Linked DNA regions of Sus scrofa: region 2 is linked to region 1. A link is a contact called in public Hi-C data. All regions are on one chromosome and are shown on one strand. Each heading gives the region's core, a stretch centred on a gene start, on an enhancer-like site or on the middle of the called end of the contact. The rest is flanking DNA. Distances are from core to core; before and after follow the strand shown. Region 1 overlaps LOC110255448 (a long non-coding RNA gene). Region 2 overlaps LOC106504205 (a long non-coding RNA gene).

Evidence for each region. A called contact is a pair of places that touch in the nucleus more often than the background predicts.
Region 2: a Hi-C map of fetal skeletal muscle shows a contact between it and region 1, with 2.7 times the contacts expected there. The contact joins two enhancer-like sites. A contact is called at or near these places in 2 of 47 Hi-C or Micro-C datasets (brain and fetal skeletal muscle) and 1 of 2 datasets of contacts at active chromatin or transcription factors (skeletal muscle).

Annotation. Positions count from the first base shown.
Region 1 is chr9:48,754,018-48,760,421 of Sscrofa11.1, forward strand. All of the region lies in intron 3 of LOC110255448 (a long non-coding RNA gene), which reads left to right. Among named protein-coding and RNA genes, the nearest start is that of MIR9804, 230 kb to the right of the region's middle. Within about 2 kb of position 2,749, at least 14 of the 83 cell types and tissues checked have an H3K27ac peak or open chromatin away from gene starts, as enhancers often do. A contact at or near this core is called in fetal skeletal muscle, where this site is marked.
Region 2 is chr9:49,101,608-49,108,011 of Sscrofa11.1, forward strand. The region is part of intron 1 of LOC106504205 (a long non-coding RNA gene); the gene reads right to left. Among named protein-coding and RNA genes, the nearest start is that of MIR125B-1, 4.7 kb to the right of the region's middle. Within about 2 kb of position 3,849, at least 13 of the 83 cell types and tissues checked have an H3K27ac peak or open chromatin away from gene starts, as enhancers often do. A contact at or near this core is called in fetal skeletal muscle, where this site is marked.

The DNA.
Region 1 (6,404 bases), core at 1,499-3,998:
GTTGGATTCATTAACCACTGAGCCACGACGGGAACTCCAGGTTTGTTACTTCTGAGCCATGACAGGAACTCCCTATCCATGCTCTAATCTTTATAATTTCCTTCCTTCTGCTAGCTTTGAGTTTAGTTTGTCCTTTTTCTAATTCTTTAAGTTGTAAAGTTAGGTCATCAATTTAAAGTCTTTCTTTTTATATATATAAACATTTTTAGATATAAATTTCACCCATTTTTTTGACATGTTGTATTTTCATTTTTATTTGTCCCAAGATATGTTCTAATTTCCCTTTTGATTTCTTCTTTGTCCCATGGTTCATAGTGTATTGCTGAATTTCTACAGATTTGTAAATTTCCCAGTTTTCCTTCTGTTACTGATTTCTAACTTCATTCTCTTGTAATGAGAGAACACGCTTTGTATGCTATCTAACTTTTAAATATCTATTGATATTTAATTTGTGACCTAATATGTTCTATCCTGGAGAATGCTCCATGTGCGCCTGGGAAGAATATGTATTCTATTATTGTTGGGCAGAGTGTTCTGTTTCTGTCTGTTAGATCCAGTTGGTTAATTATGTTATTCAAGCCCTCTATTTTATCTTCTGTTTAATTGTTCTATCCATTATTGACAGTGGGTTATTAAAATCTTTATTATCCTAGACTGCTTTCTCATATTTCTATTCTGTCAGTCTTTGCTTCATATGAGGTTTCCACCGACACTGTGGTCACTGTGGTCTTTGCAGGGCAGGGATAAAGCTGTAGCTTCTCACTTGGCCTTTCCCCCCCCCATTATAGCTGGTTTACAGTGTTCTGTCAATTTTCTATTGTACAACATGGTGACCTGGTTACACATACATGTATACATTCTATTTTCTCACATTATCATGCTCCATCATAAGGGACCAGACATAGTTTCAGGGCTACACAGCAGGATCTCATTGCTAATCCATTCCAAAGGCAATAGTCTGCATCTGTTAACCCCAAGCACCCCATCCATTCCACTTCCCTCCCCCTCCCCCTTGGCAAGCACAAGTCTATTCTCCAGGTCCCTGATTTTCTTTTCTGTGGGATGGTTCATTTGTGCCCTATATTAGATTCCAGATATAAGTGCTATCATATGGTATTTGTCTTTCCCACTTGGCCTTTTCTGACAACACCTGATGGGGGCATTGGGTGCCTCATTACAGCTTGACAAGGATAGAAATCTAGCTTCCCCACTGGCTTTTGCTGGCATGGGTAGGGTTGGGACAAAGTATTTTCTGTGCTTTTTGGTAGGAATAGAGCAATTATTGCCTGGAAGTTTTCTATCCTGCTGGGCTCCCTCTTTCCTGCCTTTGGCTAGGGAGAACAGGCTTTTGTTGAAGCTATTTTTAATCTATGCCTGTTGCCATTTCTGAGTTTCTGGCTTGTTCAACTCCAAGTCTGGAGTATATGAAGCAAAAAGGAAACCTGGGAAATAAATGCTGTGTTGACTTTTGGTTCTTGAGGTCCCTAGACAGTCTTCCATCTTCTCCCCACCTTTCGGAGTCTTAAGTTTTTTTATACACATGTCCCAGGCTTTTCAGTTGTACTGAGTGGAAGAATAAGGAAATGTATGCCTACTCCACCTCCCTGGAAGTGGAAGTATATTCGTGTATTGTTTTTATAATAATAATAATAATAATGCAGGCGTTCCCTCTGTGATGCAATGGCATTGGCAACATCTATGGAGTGCTGGGATGCAGGTTCAATCCACAGCTTGGCACAGTGGGTTAAGGATCTGGCATTGCTGGGTTGTAGCTGCGGCTCAGATCTGACTCCTGGCCTGGGACTCTATATGCCTCGAGGTGGCCAAAAAATTAAAAGAAAAATCCACATATTTTTAAGGAAGCAAGGCTTAAATTGGAGTTAAAGGCATATGAGTAAATTGAGGGTTACTTGTCTGATTTAATCCAGAAACAATAAAACTGGTGATTATGATAATGGGTGGTGATTAAAGAGCATACCATACTTTATTGAGCACATGCTATGTGATTTGCATACCTTCTTGTTTTTCATGAACCCTTGCATCCAACCTGGGAGGCCAGCAACACTCCCATTTTATTGTGAAGTAAGCTGAGAGAGAGAGAGTTTAATAAAAGTCTTCCAATGCTATGTACCTAATGTGTGAGACAGGAGAGATCTAGCTTTTCTTAATCCAAAATCCATGTTCTCAATCTCTGTGTTTATTGCCTCTGTGGACTTCCTTTTAGGAGAGGAGAGAGGAAGTATTTAGATGACATCCTGTAGAGAACAGAAAATATATAATGTGACTGAGTAGCCCACATTACCTGTGGTTCTGGAGGAAGCACTTAAGGTCCCCTTGAAGCGATCTGTTTTCACATAGACTATGGATGGCATTTCTACAGAACTCGTATTTTGTATGACTTCCTTCTAACAACTTTGAGATGTAGGTGGAAGCCAGACTCACTGATGAACAGATGGGGAATCTGTAGCTCAGAGAGGCCGAGTGACTTGTCTAAGACCATATGGCATTTAATGCTGGAAGCAGACCTAAAAAGAGGGTCTTTTGAGTCAGGAGCCAGTATGCAGTCCACCAGCTCCCAGCACTGCTTCCAGCTTGGTCTCTGCACCACTGCTTTGTTCTTACCAAGCGGAGTCCTGGTGTGGGCAGAGCTTGCTGGAGTTCAATCAGGGCCTCCCTCCAGCAGCCTCCTGGCTTGCACCAGTTTGTAGACTGTATCTGATGGAAACCTTATGCGGAACGAAAAACAAACCTGAAGACCAGGCCCATCTCAATATCTCCATCCGCTGGATAAACATCTCCGAGACAGATACACAGGGAGGCCAAGCTCCCTTTGCCAAGTTTTTAACCTAAAGTTTGGAAGCAGCTTGCATTTTCCGTAGAGCAGTAAACTATTTTCATTCCTTTTACAGTGAACGACTCCTTATGGGGTGATAATTTACTTTTAATCTCTATTTCAGGAACTGAATGATTTTTGCCTTCTTGCCTGAAAGAAGTTGCGGGTTAAAAGAAAAGGCCCATTTTTTTTGAAGTTTTCTTCTTTCCCAACTTTTCTTTTTTCCCCTTTGAAAGCCGGCTTTGGGAGTCTTTGGAGCCTTGCCTCTTTATTCGGCAAGAACTTGGCTCCTTCATGGTGCCCCCATTCCTCTGCCGAATCTAATCTGACTGTTCTATTTATAATTCTTGAGCAAGATGAATCTCGTCTTTGTGTTTCTTTCTGAGCAACAGCGTCCCCTCCCTAGGACTCAAGCCATTTAACCTCTACAAGAATCTCTTTAATTTCTCTGCAAATTGCCAGAAAGCAGGCAGCTGAAACCCTATCAGGTCCTGGATCATATCAGACCTGCTTTAAACTGGCACCCTCCTCCACCCCCAGTCTCCTGGGAGTTCATTTAGGAGCAGGGCTGTGCAAAGAAGTTCCCAGCAGCCCTTTGGCGACGCCAGCACAGTCTGGGAAGTTGGACAGGGAGGGTGCACTCTCTGAAGAACGGGGAGGCTGTAGGATGGACCCCCTGCACACTCTGGACCATGGCTTGGTTCCTCCCAGCTTCCCTCAGGGTTTATACACACATTATGTTCTATTCACCCTTACTTTGATTCATCAAGTTATTTTGCTTGGAAACCGTCTGCCCCAAATGCGTTGTTTTGCAGAGAAGAAAATAGAGTTAAGAAGGGAACTGACTGATCCAAAGTCACACGGCTAGTTAGTTCAAGGGTTAAGACTACAGAGGAAATATCCTACTTTATCCCTCCATGAACTCGTGAAGACATTATTCTGATTTAATGTATCCATTCCAACTAGATGCCTTTTAAAAATACATTTCTATTTTTAATGCATTTCTAATTTATATGTGTCTCCCAATTCCTCTTTTCATTCCTTGCCTCCTATCCTTCATTCTTGCCCATGCCTCTCTCCTATGTCCAGGACAGGTCTCTCTGATCTCAAGGTGTGTTAATAGACTTAGAGGAGTAGAACCTCTTCAATCAGGATTTGAGGAAGAGGTGATGAGCCTCAGAATCCCACATCTAGGGCAGGAAGTTCCCTGAGTCTGTGGGGACCTCGAAAGCTATGGAGGGGCAGCTTCCCAGGTAGCACAGCAAGCTAAAGACCAAGCAGGATGAGAGTTGAGACCCTTCCCCCTTCCTGTCCAGCATTCTACACTGCTCAGAGTTCTTGCTCTCTTAGGGTGCATCCCAGTTGTGATCTGAGGCTGGAATGTCCATTTAGACCATTCTTTTTTAATTAGGGCTCATCCAGACCAACCGGAAGGGCAACCCCTTGTAATACGGGGGTGGTCCATCATACTCATAAATTCAATCATATTTTAACATCCTTTGCAATAAGCTTCCTTGTTAAAATCAAAAAAGCAAGGGTCAAGAGATTTACTTTGACCTCCATAACATAATTGGACTTTTCCAGCAAGATAAATTAAACTAAGATGGTCTTATATGTTTTTGTTTGTTTGTTTTGCTTTTTAGGGCTGCATCTGCGGTATATGGAAATTCCCAGGCAGGGGTCATTCAAGCTATGGCTGCCGGCCTACACCACAGCCATGGCAAGCAGGATCGGAGCCACGTGACCTACAACACAGCTCACAGCAATGCCAGATCCTTTTACCTACTGAGCAAGGCCGGGGATCGAACTCCTGGCCTCATGGATACTAGTTAGGTTTGTGACCCCTGAGCCACCATGGGGATTCCTGCATGATTACATTTAATTCACACTGAGATGTAGGTGGTGGAAAGGCCATCATCAATGGTTTCCTAAACCTGCAACTGTCTCAGTGCCCCTGCCTCCCTCTTTCTATGACATACCTTTTCTCTGGGAGGTGTGACATAGTGCACATTTTGAAAGCACCAAAGAGAGGAGGTGGGTTTAAACATTTTGAAAGAGCACACTTGCCTTCCTTGTTGGCTCCTGCCTTGCTTAAAATCAAGGAATTTCCTCCAATCAATTTAGGATGTGAACATCCATTTAGTACATGGGGAGATGGGAAATGATGTTCTTAAAATTTTAGTAAGCTTCAGGTGGTGTTCTACATGCTTCATAAATGGTTTTTTTTTTCTCTTTTAATTTGCACAATATTTCATGGGAAGATATGGTTCCCCATTTTCATAATGGGAAAATGGGTCCTCATTTTAATAATGGAAAAATTAAAGCTAAGAGAGATTTTAAGAACTTTTGTCTAAGGCTACTCAGAGAATGAATGTTAGATAAGATTTAATCCAGGTCTCTGGATTAAAACTAGCTATTTTTATACCTACCTAGCAATCCTAATACCAAAACTAGCTATTTTTAAAACTTGCTATTGAATACCTAGCTTGCTGTTTGAATACCTAACTAGCTATTTTAATATCAAAACTAGCTTTTTTTTTCATTTTTAAAATTTCCTTGAAGTATAGTTGATTTATAATGTTGTGATAATTTCTGCTGTACAAAAAAGTGATTCCTTTTCAGATTCTTTTCCCATATAGACCATCACAGAATAGTGGGTAGAGTTTCCCTTGCTACACAGCAAAACCAGCTATTCTTATGAATATTCTTATTTGTTTTACCTTATGGGATATATGTGAGAATTGCATGGTGTGTGTGTGTGTAGAAACGGAATAACTGGGTTGTGAAGTGTGTACATCTTCAACAATTGTGAGACGTTCCAACTTGCTTTCCATAGTGGTTGTACTTACTTTTAGTCTCTCCAGCCGTGTTTAAGAATTCTCGTTACTCTAGATTCTTGTCAACATTTGGTGTGTTCAAAATTAATTTTTCCCCCGGCACAATTTGGTATGTCATATGTTTTCTTGATTACAATGACATTGATTATCTTTTAGATGTTTATTATTGTCTCTTCAGGCTTTCGTTGTGAATTATCTGTTGACAATTTTTCTACCTCTTCTTTTTCAAGATTGTGTTTTCTATTTCTAGTTGATATGTAAGAGTTGACATATATACACACGTATGTACTCACTGTATTCTTCTTTTAAAATTTTTTAAATTGAAGTATAGTTGATTTATAATGTTGTATTAGTTTCAGGTGTACAGCAAATTGACTCAGGGTATACATCTTTTTCATATTCCTTTCCCTTATAGGTTGTTAGAGAATGTTTAGTATAGTTCCCTGTGCTATCCAGTAGGTCCTTGTTGGTTATCTCTTTTGTATATAGTAGTATGTATGTATTAATCCCAAACACCTAATTTATCCACCCCCCCTCCCTCTTTGGTAACCGTAAGTTTGTTTTCCATGTCTGTGAGTCTATATAAGCTCACATATACACTCACTCACAAACATATATAGTCTTAATTCTAACTCTTCTATGACTATATGAATTTCAAATACCTTCTCCCAATCTGTTCCTTCTTATCTTTTCAATGATGACTTTAAAAAAAAAACCAAACATGCTCTATTGAA
Region 2 (6,404 bases), core at 2,599-5,098, 350 kb after region 1:
GAACAGAAGACATTAAGGACACAGTCAAATAAATCTAAAGACTAAACGCAAAATAAAGGAAGTGTGGCTACAGAAGGGCTTGGCAATGCAGGAGTGAATGAAGTCAAGAGAATGGCTAGAAATCGATGTCAGTTCCTTGTTTGTGTCTGTATTTCCAGTGCCTGGCTCACAGCATGACAAAGGGTGCCCACTGACAGAATGAAAGGAGAAACAAAAGGGAGGGAAGGAAGAAAGGAAGAAGAAAGGGAGGGAGGGAGAAAGGAAGGAATGAGGGAGGGAGGGGAAGAAGAGGAGAGACAGAGAAAGAATGGAGGAGCAGGGAGCAAGGGAAGGAAAAGAAAGGTTTCTGACATGTTGAAGAGGTGGAGGGGCAAGTGTGCAGAGAGAAAAGCTTGGCTGTGAGCATCTTCAAAGATCTGAAAGCCCGGAAGAGCAGGCTTGCTTAATTCAAGAAGAGTTATATATTCCAAGTGCTTTGAGAAAATGGGCGGGGTAATGTTCAAGAGGTTTTGCACATGATAAGATTTAATTTGGGAAGTGGGGTATGTTAACGTAAGGTTGCAGGCTTTTGAAGGGGATGTTAACATGATCCAAATGCATCAAGTGGAAAGGGGAATATGAAACTCAAAGAAAATCAAACCCAACAGAAAAAAAAAAAAAACCAAAAGGCTATTGCAAGCAATTACTAAAGGCAGAAGGACTAAAGATGATAGTCTTAAAATAGAAAGGCAGGTGCTTGTCTGGGATTCTTCTATGTTAATGTTGAAGGAAATGGGCTTAGATCTCAGACCAAGAATTTCCTTCTCCCACTGGGTATCTTTTTTAGTTCTTCGGCTGTTCCTCTTTTCTGTCCCTGCCCTTCCTGAAAATGAACTTCAGTCTTTACTGTTTTAGCATCAAGGAAAATATGTTAGTAAACACAGCACCTGCGGGTGGAATCAAATATAACTTTACAGGGCAGCTGTTGGTACAGACAGACTCCAGAGTCAAGGGTCCTGAAGTTGTTCGTCTACCTCTGTGCTCTAGAGAAGCTTCCAAAATTCTTCGCTGTAAAAGAATTGAGAGACCAAGTCATCCCACCCCACTCATTTTACACATAAGGATATTTGGGAAGAGCTTTATTAATGTTTCTTTTATTCTACAAAAGTTGTTATGAATGAGATATACTTTGCAGGTGGATTTTAAATTAATGAAAGCCTTTATTGTCAGCCTCTTCATTATGTTAGCACAATGAAGATGCATAATGAGTTAGGTGCATCAAAGGGGATACACTGCCACACAAGCCTCTTACTGCACTAAACACTTTGGATACGTGTTGGTTCTCTTTCTAGATGGCAGTATATCCCGATATGTGTTGGTTCTCTTTCTAGATGGCAGTATATCTATCTATCCATCTATCTATCTTTCTTAAAACCTGTAAAATAACCTAATGTTAAATATTGTTAATAGGTGTTTTTCCATTCTGATCAAGCATGTCATAACTGCTCCTGGACGGATAAATAAACCTCTTAAAGATTTCAGAATTTATTATTTCGTGATCATAGAATGGGAAGGTGGGGTGCTAAGCTTTGATACATGTGTATGAGGCTCACTTCTGAGTCAACTAAAGTGCTACTGTTGCAAGGAAAGATATTTGACACAATTTTTGTGGGACTCCTTTGGGGAGCTAATAACACAAAGTCCTTGTCCGCATGAGCAGATGAAAAGTCAGTCAACGTACTGCTTTAGCATTGCCAAGATAGAGCTCCTGCAAAAATGTCTCTTTTATAATGTGGACCCCATGATCAAAATCAATGCTGAGGAACAAACAGTACAAATACGCTAACCACCAAATTCTAGGTGTCTAGTATGAGTCAAAAGTTTAACAAATCAGCATTCTTTGGGGCCTCTGCCTACTTAATCGGAATAAATACTATCATGTATCATCTCAACAAGAGCCTCCCTCAGAATCCTTTCTATCTCCTGGATGTATAAGTGTAAATCGGGTGCCTTGCATCGCTGTGCTCAGGGTCCCTCTGTGATCTGATGGTAATGATTCTCCAAATTTGCATCAAGACCATCTCCACCTACTGAGCACAGAGCAAGTGCCAAGTGCCACGCTGACCAATCAACTCCTTGTTGCTCTGCCTGGGTTTTTCCTCCATAGCTAGATCTTCAGGGGTCAGCTCCTCGGGGAGGGGGGTCTCCAGCCCAGGAGACACCAAAAGGGAAGGTGATGTTAGTGCACTGAGGACCTGAGGCAGAGTTTCAGCTATTCATCATGTGTGCCGTGCAAAATGGAGGAAAAATAGAAAAGTTGTTTGTTATTGTTACGATTTTGATTACTTAGACTAAATTAAAATTATTACCTCTGCCTAAGGCCATTTCCCAGGCATTTTCTCTCATTATTCTAACAAAGGAAATGGATTTCTTATGAATAAGATTTACTGTTCTAATATTCTCCATTACTTCAAGTTGCCCAAAGTCAAGATAAAGACTAAAAAAGTAAAGAGCAGCAAATAGTTTATGAATAATGCAGGTATCCACAATGCTAATAACCCTTTAAGTGATGGTTAATTTCTAACATCTAGGTCAGACATAGTCATTCTTGCATGAGCACACAGAATTCTTTTCTTCTTATGTTAAGTAACAAGGAATTCAAAAAAATAAAAGCTGACTTTAAAAACATTCTACTGTGGAGCCATTTCCAATGATGAGAAATGCCCAAGTGGGGGGAAAAAAATCTCAAGTAGGCAACATGTAAAGCAACACGCAACTATATGCACATTAGTATAATTACACATTGCAAATTATATCGGATGTATCTAATATCTAATTTTTTGAAAGCTGATTCCACTTGAGATTTCAATAACAGCATCAACATTTTGCAGGTGGCTCCTTCTGTGTAGTATCCAAAGGGAATTATTCCTCTAATGTGCTTACAACCCTCATGTAAAAGCTGAAGCTCTTCCTTAAAGGACCCATGAACAATGAACGGGGGGTATTACCTTTGATATATAAAGCAAAAGGGGAAGGTTCCACCAAATATAATATTCAGCATGGTTATTCATTCTGTTTCTTCTGGGCATAGGATCCTTATTTGCTTCGAGCATTGAGAAACAAACTTAAAGGAGAGCCTCCTTAGAAAATGTGGGGGAGGCAACATAAGTATTGAGGCAATGATATGAAAAACTAAGGGGTTGATGATTTTTTTTTTTTTTTGGATTAACTGAAAAGAGAGAAATGTGCAATGGATTATACCCTTGATGGAAAAGAGAGCCCTACATTTAATGCTGCTCTTTTAAAACATATGATTAATTTGTCCTAAAGAGGACACCAGATCCAAGATCCATTGTGAGGAACAGGCTTTTGTCCTCATCTCTCTGTATCAATCATCAATCAATCAATCACCAAATAACCAAATATGTATTTGTGATCTTGGAGAATGGCGCTTATTATTCAAGTTGATTGAATCCATTTTCTCGATTCCTCCTTAAAGATCTTTCTGCTAATTAGTCAGGGTTAGTATTGAATTATTTAATTATCTGCACTTTTGTGCAATGAAATATGTTGTCATATCACATACTTTATCACGCTGTTGCTGTTCACACTTAATGATGCCTCTATAGTTAGCAGTTTCCTTTGTTCTGCTCAGTAAGTGGTTTTAGAAAGGGGGTGGGCGGGGAAGAAGGAGCCCTGGGGTTTGTAAAATAAAATCATACATTCCTGGTACACATGCAAAACTTTATGCATTTACATGAATTTCATTTGAGAAATCCAGTTGCAATTCCATTTGGAATAAGCTAAGAGGCACAGGCCGGTGACTTCGAGCACAGCCAGAGCGATATTCCTATACCTTGCACATCTCTCCAGTGTATTTCCACTGCAGTGCGATGGTAAAACGACGATTTAATTTTTTTTTTAATCAGCAAGCAATGTCTTTAACAAGGAAGAAGTAAATTATGATAATTACTCTGAATGGTCGGATCCTTGAGCATTACTAATTAGCATTTATTGCCTGGATTATAGAACAATACATGTGAAACCGAACTGCGACTGCTCTTTTACGTCAAAGAACTGGAAAAGGCAATGGAGCAAGCTCCTCAGTAGTTGAGTCAGTAGTGTTACATCTCCTGGAGAAAGTGCCGAATGCCTTGCTTTTGAAATATACAAATGTGGTCCTCAGTATTTACGGCCCATTCATTTTTTTTTTTTTTGTGAGGCCCATATTTACATATGATATCATAGTCATGGGAGACTAATGAGAGGAGAAACATTTTGGCTATGATGTCATTTGGGGACAATTTTATCCATTGTGAGAGTTGAACAATAAAGAGCGTAAAAACTCGCCACATGAAAGTATGAATTTTTCTGTAGCAATTTTGACTTTAAAAGGAAACAAAGAACTCAGTTCTCAGTGAATAAAATTTTGCATTCACCTCCCCACTTTCTCTTCAGTGGACTACAGTTGAAGATAATTGAGAAAAGGCAGTTGGTCTCTGGTTTAAGAGCCCCCCTTTTTTTTTCATTACGGATTTGTAATAAAACAGATTCTGAAATCAGAAATAAATGAGATATAATCAACAGTCCCACATCACTCATGTAAATAAATGCCACTCACATAATTTGGCCACTGGAATTCCTAAATAACCCAGTAGGTAGGAGAAAAAGAGGAAAAATTATCCATTTATCATTCTCGCTGCAGACTCACGGTTTTCCTCCACACCCCATTACATCGAACGAAGAGAAAAAAACATCATAAAATATAAAGCCAGTACTAAATACAGGCGCTGGTCTTCCCCGTACCTTTCTAGATTCCCTACCCTGATCCTTTTTAGTTCGAAAGAATAAGTTTGGCTGAATCTGTGAGGAGATTAAACAGGCTGGTGATAAAAATTAATTCTGCTGAATGAGCAAATGCATTTGGATTGCAGAGATGCAAATAAGATAATACTTTTCTTTTCCTTTGACATACCAAGCGGATTAGTTTAGAATGTTAAATTTGATTTTATTAGAATATATTAGCAGTGTTTTAATTAATACCAATCAAACATTTTCTTTCCCTGGGGCTTGATGTGTTCCTAAGCTTTCCAAATCATCTGTCTTTTATCATCAAAAGATAAAAAAAAAAAAACCCCACCAAATTACCAAAGCCTTTTGTTACACTCTTCATAATTTTACTGTATTCAACACAAAACTATGAGCTGTTTACCTAAAGGTGTCTTGCCCATAAAATTACTTCCCAGGTGCTGGATTTAAAATGAGTACTGTTCATTTGTACAGTTGATTTTTTTTTTTTTTAAGGTAGAATTAGAGACTCAAAAAATAAACATCATCCGTGTTTTTCTTTGGGGGAAAAATGTTGCAAAAGGAGTTTTGGCTGCTTGGTCTGGCTTGGCTTTATTCTCACCAGAGCTTCCTAGAGCTGTTCAATTTCTAACTGCGTTGGTTTTGAGCTGGCACTTCTTTGGAAACAGAGGCAAAAAAGGAATTTAAAGGAAAAAAAAAAAAGGTGTGTGTGGTGGGGGAGAATCTAGTTACAAATAAGGTGAACCAGGGCGTCCTGTGTCCTGAATTGTAACTGTGTGTTGCAAAGAGGTGCTGCATTGCATTTCACTCATTATCCTCTCCTTTTCTCTCAAGCTTCCTGTCCTTCTGTGTCCGAAAGCTCCAGTTCACTTCTTTCTCTTTTCTTCCCGCAATGCGCCCCCCTCTTTTCCCCGCCTTATTTTTTTTTTTTTTTTTATCTGCCAAGCTGGATTTGCACTTTTAAAGATCAGTATCAATAATGCCCTGCTTGTTTCGGTGGCACTCTCCCTTTAAAAGACAGCCCCCTCTAATTGATGCGTCTGGGCTAGTCTAGACTGGTAGTGATTGAACCAACCACCAATTATGTTATTCATTTCACTGAACTTCACTGATGGGCTCGGTGAGGAAGAAGGGTGTTGAGAAACCTGCCCTTACACTGAAGCAGTTCCCTGTGGAAATATAAAATCTCGTGTGTCGTTACGTGCTCCTAAATGCCTGTGTGATCAATCGTATGATAGCAACCTCAGGACATGGGCAGTTCACTTGAAAACATGTACAGAACCAAAAAAGTACCTTGGAATATAAACTGCATCAGTTGTATTCAATTACTACGCTGCTCTCATTTAAGATCACAGAAGAATTACATCTAGCCTGCTTTTATTGATCCCGGCATACATTTTCATAGAGCAAATTGCAGATAATGTTTTGACTGCAAAAAGCAGTTTGGCAAATACTTGATATGAATCAAGTGGTAATATATATCCATGAGTTAGACAGATGCCTTTCCATAATTTCCAAATGCCTACACATACGCATCAGCAAAGATGGGGGAAAATCATTAATCCATGGTATAGAAACCCAAAGATAACTTGAAAATCAAAGGGCTCTTTTCTTGG